Linked DNA regions of Salmo salar: region 1 is linked to region 2. A link is a contact called in public Hi-C data. All regions are on one chromosome and are shown on one strand. Each heading gives the region's core, a stretch centred on a gene start, on an enhancer-like site or on the middle of the called end of the contact. The rest is flanking DNA. Distances are from core to core; before and after follow the strand shown. Region 1 holds the start of LOC106562377 (glucose-6-phosphate isomerase). Region 2 holds the start of LOC106562374 (BTB/POZ domain-containing protein kctd15).

Region 1 (3,125 bases), core at 27-2,526, 190 kb after region 2:
AGCTAACGTTAGTTTGTCCACATCTACATTATATCAGGGATATCTTAAAATACATACTAAAAGCCAGTTCACTACCAAGCATTCATAGTTTGAATAACTTAGAATTTCTAGCAACTGTTGCTAAAACTGTAAGTTTCTGGTTAGTAGTTACTGAACGGCCACAGAACTCCCAAAGACCACAGCTAACTAGCTAGTTATCGACAACTACTGTTAGCGTTAGCTGTCTAGGTACTGTAGCTAGTACTCTGCGACACGTTTTTTTAAGCTAGCACACAATACAAACAAATCTAATACAACTGGCACAGTAGGGTAGTATTCCTTGTTACAACTGTTATTTGTAACGAGAGTAAATGTGTTAAGAGCTTTCAGATAAAACGTTTTTTAATCAAAGTACAGTTGATAAGCGCATCACTTACCAGCTAGCTAGGCATCCACCCTCTTGACATCGAATGAAGTCTGTATACAACGGATATGACGTTTCTCTATATGAACCAGAGCGCGTGAGCTAAACTACAAACCTTCGGTTGATCACACCGATCAGACACACTCAAAAACCTCCAATTCGAAGTGAATGCAGAGGTGAAAGCTTCAGATATAAACATATTTTTATAACAGCATTACTTCATCACAAATATGATGTTTTATGTAGATAACATGGCATGACATTAGTTACAAATTCAAGTATGGAAGAACAATACATTACGCTTTTAATAACTAATTTCATCATTATTTGAATCGATTATTTGTATTTATAAACAAACCCACTGAAATGGTAGAAAAAAAAATTTGCTCCAAGAATCGAATTGTCACACAAAGGTATTTAGGTATATTCCGTGGAGTTATCCGCCCTCTAGTGGTCTTTTTAAACGGAATAGGTGAAGTATCACTTATCAAACGCTAGAGGGAGACAAATATTCGACACTAACATGTCTCCCACTGGACGAGACGCACTTAGGTGGTCCACACATTGACGTTGTTCTAATAATATAATAATCATCGGGAAATACAATATTCAGCATGAATTGACATTTCCCTTGGTCCTATGTTTAAAAACATAATTTCATAAAATAGTATCACATTACAGTTTATTAATTAGATTTTACTTTAGTTGACTTCATCTTATTCAATGATACTGTTGTCACTCTATTTTATAATTGACTTGTGAAGTTTCTTTTGTCATGGAATTTGGTAAAACTACTCAATGTCTTGAATTGTAAGTTAAGTCGTTTGGTAATGTTATGGACTTAGCTACATAACAGTCTTGAACGCTGCATTACTGATACAGTATGTGTGGCTGTGCTGCACGATCCGAAGTATCGTGTTATTATAGGAGGGGCGAGTGTAGCGGGTTGGTTGCCCTTCAAAAGCCTCTCCTCTCGCGCCTTACAGTCTCACTCAACCAGGGTAGTTGAGCTGAAAGGACCGCGCCCAGCACCTCTCGACACCATGGGACTCACACACGACCCAACCTTCCAGAAACTGGAGAAATGGTACCATGAACATGCTCTGCACCTCAACATGAGGAAGATGTTTGAGGAAGACAAGGAGAGATTCCACAAATTCAGGTATCTTTATGGTTGACTTTTATTTTGAAATTGTCCGTGTTAATTTGTTGAAGATACACACAGTATCCTTATTCTAAAAAAAACATAACATCACCAGTGTAACATGTGATTTCAATTAAAATGCTGTCCATTAGAAAATGTTGTCTTCACTTCAGGCTACCTTTAGACAAAGCACATAATGTGTCATCATCAACAGATGCTCCCAATAAAAAACAACTGTACAATTTGAGATCTTTGCTATTGCATTAGTGACATAATTCATTCAGGTGCAACTGTCTCCTTCCCCAAAATATGAAGTAGTGCCTTTTATCAGAGTAGCTTATGGGCTCCCACACCATAAAAAATGCACAGCACTTCTGGCTGAACTCTCTTCATGTACTGCTAGTGATGTGCGGGTTTGTTGTCTGATGTCTGTCTGTATTGCTGTCTGTATTGTAATAACCCTAACCTTCTTAAGTGCATTACAAGTACTTCCACATACACAAGCAAACAGTAGAGTTGGGATACCCTGCTTGCCTTGGAATTATAAATAAGTGGGTTTAGGTTTCAATTGGGCTACCCCTCAAATTCACTACAACATGCTTGTGGTGAAACAAAACAGATTTATATTTGTTTCATGGTAAAGGGCTGTTTGATTTTGTAACTTGTGGGCAAAAGGTTATTGAGTTAATTACCTAAATCCAGAAACAGACAGAATTACATATAGAATCCCTCATTTAATAGGATCTCTGTGGAAACAGATCACTCACTCTGTCAAATGTTCTGTGTCTGAACAGCACAACGCTGAAGACAGATCATGGAGACATTCTGATTGATTACTCTAAGAATCTCATCACTGAGGATGTCATGAAGATGTTGGTCGAACTGGTAAATGGCTGCTTCTCTATATCATAATGATTCAAATAACACATCAATTACAAATAGCCATACTGTATTTGGCATTTACCTACAGTCATTACAAAAACAGTGTTCTTCTGCTGTGCGTCCAGTAGCCTATCAACCTTTCTGACATGGAAGGCCCATTTGCCCACCAATAGATGTATGTATGTTTTCTCTAGGGGAAGTCGAGGGGGATTGAGGCCGCCAGGGACAAGATGTTCCATGGAGACAAGATCAACTTCACTGAGGTGCGTATCTGAGCTTTAGCCTGAGCGTGGTTTATTACCAATGTTATTATCATTGTGATAATGACTGGCCAAATGTAACACACCTGACACCTCCTCAGAAATTGGCTTGAAACAAATCAATGGCACTACATACATTTGCTGTAATTCGTATATCAGTGTGTGTCCTTACTGTATCTTCTCCTCCTCCTGCTTGGTTAGGGTCGTGCCGTGCTCCACGTGGCTCTGAGGAACCGCTCCAACCATCCCATCATGGTTGACGGACATGATGTGATGCCTGAGGTCAACAAAGTCCTGGAGAAGATGAAGGGCTTCTGCCACGTGAGTGGGAGCTGAACCAAGGGTCTCAATTTCGTAGCAACCCCCCAAATCTCTTAGCGAGACAATTTTTCCAATTTGAATAGTTACAGTACCGTTTATACATAGAATTGCTAGC
Region 2 (2,881 bases), core at 53-2,552:
TTTGATCATAAGGAAGATTATGTTTGTGTCTGACACATTGCAAATATGAGTGTTACAGTAGCTCACTAAGTGGTCAAGTGGTGCGATTTTTTTCATTCAAGGTTGGACTGATACCCACTGAATAAATAAGCAATCATTGTTTCAGGAAACACACTGCTAGTTTAAAAATGATCTCATTTTGATTCGTTTACAGACTCAATTACAATATTTTGACACTGTTATTGGTGTGTGAACTCCAAATATTAATTAATCTGCTATTCTAGTGGTCAAGAGGGCCATATATGAGGCCTGTATTAAGTCTACACTACATGCAAATCTTCAAGCTGACCTACTTCTCCTTTTCACATCAGACACACTTCTAAAATCCATAAATTAAGGAAATTAACTGATGGGGCCCAGGGCAACTTTGTAAGCTATTTAAATCTTTAAATTTACAACTTCCCTGCATACTTCATGTAATTGAACTAACTGCAGGGTTGTTACTTTAATGAGAAAAAAAAATCCTGTCTTCTTGCCTCCAGTTTGTACTCCTGAAGACAACAAATGTATGCCAGAGGGCATGTTTATCTTGCCCTGTTAGGGGGGCTGCTTCCTAAGGCAGCTCTGATTTCTATCCAATTCTTCTAGCCGTTCAGTTTGGCGCGCCAATCACCAGACATGAACCTGGAAACCACCTCCTCTACGAGACGCGTTTTAATTCGATCAATCAATTAAATTGGAGTACAAAAGGCTACCCTTATTGCAATCGAATTCACATTATTATTGTATTCCTTCACTATTCTTTTTTTCTTTGGACCAATAATCATTTCCCACACTGGTTGGCGCCAAATATCAAGAAACCAAATAGCTGAGCGCGGTGGAGTGTCTGGATTCTACAGTAGGCCTACAGTAATTACCGTGTTCAGTGCAACATCAATTATTCACAGTTATTTACACGCAAATAAACAAACACGCAAATAAATAAATAATCACAAGCCTATGTGAGCACCTGTACAGGAAGGAGGAAGAGCAAAGAGATATCACTGTGACTTCCACAGGGTGCCTTTCAGCCTACTATACGTGTGATGCAACATTGATTTATATTTTGGGGGGCATAGTAGCGTTTTATATAACAAAATAAAAATAAAATGCCAAACCGTTATATTAATTGAACATAATGCATCTTTCGGTAAATTAGTAACATCTTTTAGCTGTGCTAGCAGTCTGCCTCGCTGTTTGCATAGGAAATCTTCACTGCAGACATCATCTAGCCCTGTGCTATAATTGAAATGGCGCGTTTAGCTGGAGGCAGGTTGTGAGGGCGCTTTCTGCAATAGCAGAATGCATGTCGATAGACGTCATTTGGTTTTAATGGCCTACAGGACATTTGGTGTTACTACTGGAGACGTTAGTGGAGAAGGGACAGGGGAAAATCGCCGCATGAAAAGTATCCAAGGATATCTACATATTATTATTGTATTGACACTTTGTCGACAAGTTACTAGTGTGCCTTTATAATAGCTGTAAGTACACGACTAGGGAAGCGTGCCCTGTTTTACTTATTCAACTGGAGAATGGAAATGTATGCCTAGCTGGAAATGCCTGGGGAAATTTTACATCAGAGGAAATGACAATGATTAAAATCTGCTTTTTTCCTGCTCTAAATATATTGAGCGACGTGACACTTGCTTGATAGTGAATAGCACTTAACCGTTACCCCCTGCAAACCAGAACGTTAAACCGTTACAGGGGCTGGTATATTTATATGTTTTACTGGAAAATACGAAAAACCTAGCAATCATTATTATATCTGGTCATAGACATCATTTTTGTAACAGGGAGAGAGTATCACTTATTCGTTTTTAAAATCTGACTGGGTGCGAGTAGAGTTGAGCTAATTGTAGCCTAATCCTTGCCCCAGAGGCGTTTGGGCAGCCCGAAGCAAGAATTCGTTTTTTAGCGCTGCTCTGTTATTTAGGGACAGGATTATTGTCTTTCTTCTCATAACAGACCGGCAGTATCATTTAAGCAAAAAGGCACTCAAGAAGCTAAAATACGAAGCAGGATTTTGACCGACTCAAATTTTAAGTGTATACAAATAAGAACCGAAAAGAGAAAGGAGAGATCTCATCTATGTATAAGGTAAGAACGCTGCTTTGCTTCTTCCTGTGCCGCTTTTGTGGAAAGAGCTTGGTCTGAGCAAGTCAGCCAGCATCAGCTATAGATAGATCTTTAAAGCCACAGCGACCCTTCTTTTGAATCAATGTAGCTTTCACTAGTAGATTCACATGTTTTAGAACAGTTTGTGGATACAGTGTTGGCAGTTTTGTTCCAAAGGAGCGGATTCTACTTGAAGAATGCTTGGATCAGCTATTAGATGGCACTCTAGTTCTACGAAACTCGGGGCATGTGAAAAAGGGGAACGCAGTCATGAGCTGGGACTGATAGATACTGGCACGGATTCCCTCGGACTCCTACGATGTTTGAAACGGTATGACTAAATTCATATTAAGATACGGCATTTCCTCATGGTATGATAGCCTGCAGTATCAGCGAACAAACTATACTCAACACCAGGTAATTTGGAATAACTTCACTTGTAGTAGGGCTATGTTTTGTCCAGTCTGGGAAAGGTGTGAATGTTTGTCTAGGCTGTAGTCTTTCCCTTGTTGTCTGTTGATGCTGTTGGCATATTTACGCATTAATTTTACGCATTGTTCGCTTTTGAATCAAACGTCTCTGGATCATAACTTCCTGTTGGTAGAAATTAGTAAGACGCCATATTGTGCATCTGGTAGAAGTAGGCTATCCGTGGGCATCCATGTAAACTGTGTTCAAGAGGGCAAAAGTGGATACACTATGGATCTCTGCTACTGTGCATGTTATTTTGGGCTATTTTATT

Evidence for each region. A called contact is a pair of places that touch in the nucleus more often than the background predicts.
Region 1: a contact with region 2 is called in a Hi-C map of muscle, with 2.8 times the contacts expected there. The contact joins the promoter of LOC106562377 here to the promoter of LOC106562374 in region 2. A contact is called at or near these places in 2 of 3 Hi-C or Micro-C datasets (gill and muscle).

Annotation. Positions count from the first base shown.
Region 1 is chrssa11:27,525,436-27,528,560 of Ssal_v3.1, forward strand. LOC106562377 (glucose-6-phosphate isomerase) reads left to right here and starts at 1,277. Exons shown (of 18, transcript XM_014127233.2): 1 at 1,277-1,565; 2 at 2,342-2,432; 3 at 2,624-2,692; 4 at 2,891-3,010. The coding sequence starts at 1,447. It overlaps LOC106562376 (granule associated Rac and RHOG effector protein 1), which reads right to left and starts at 510. Exons shown (of 14, transcript XM_014127229.2): 1 at 417-510.
Region 2 is chrssa11:27,338,336-27,341,216 of Ssal_v3.1, forward strand. It overlaps LOC106562374 (BTB/POZ domain-containing protein kctd15), which reads left to right and starts at 1,303. Exons shown (of 5, transcript XM_014127225.2): 1 at 1,303-1,502.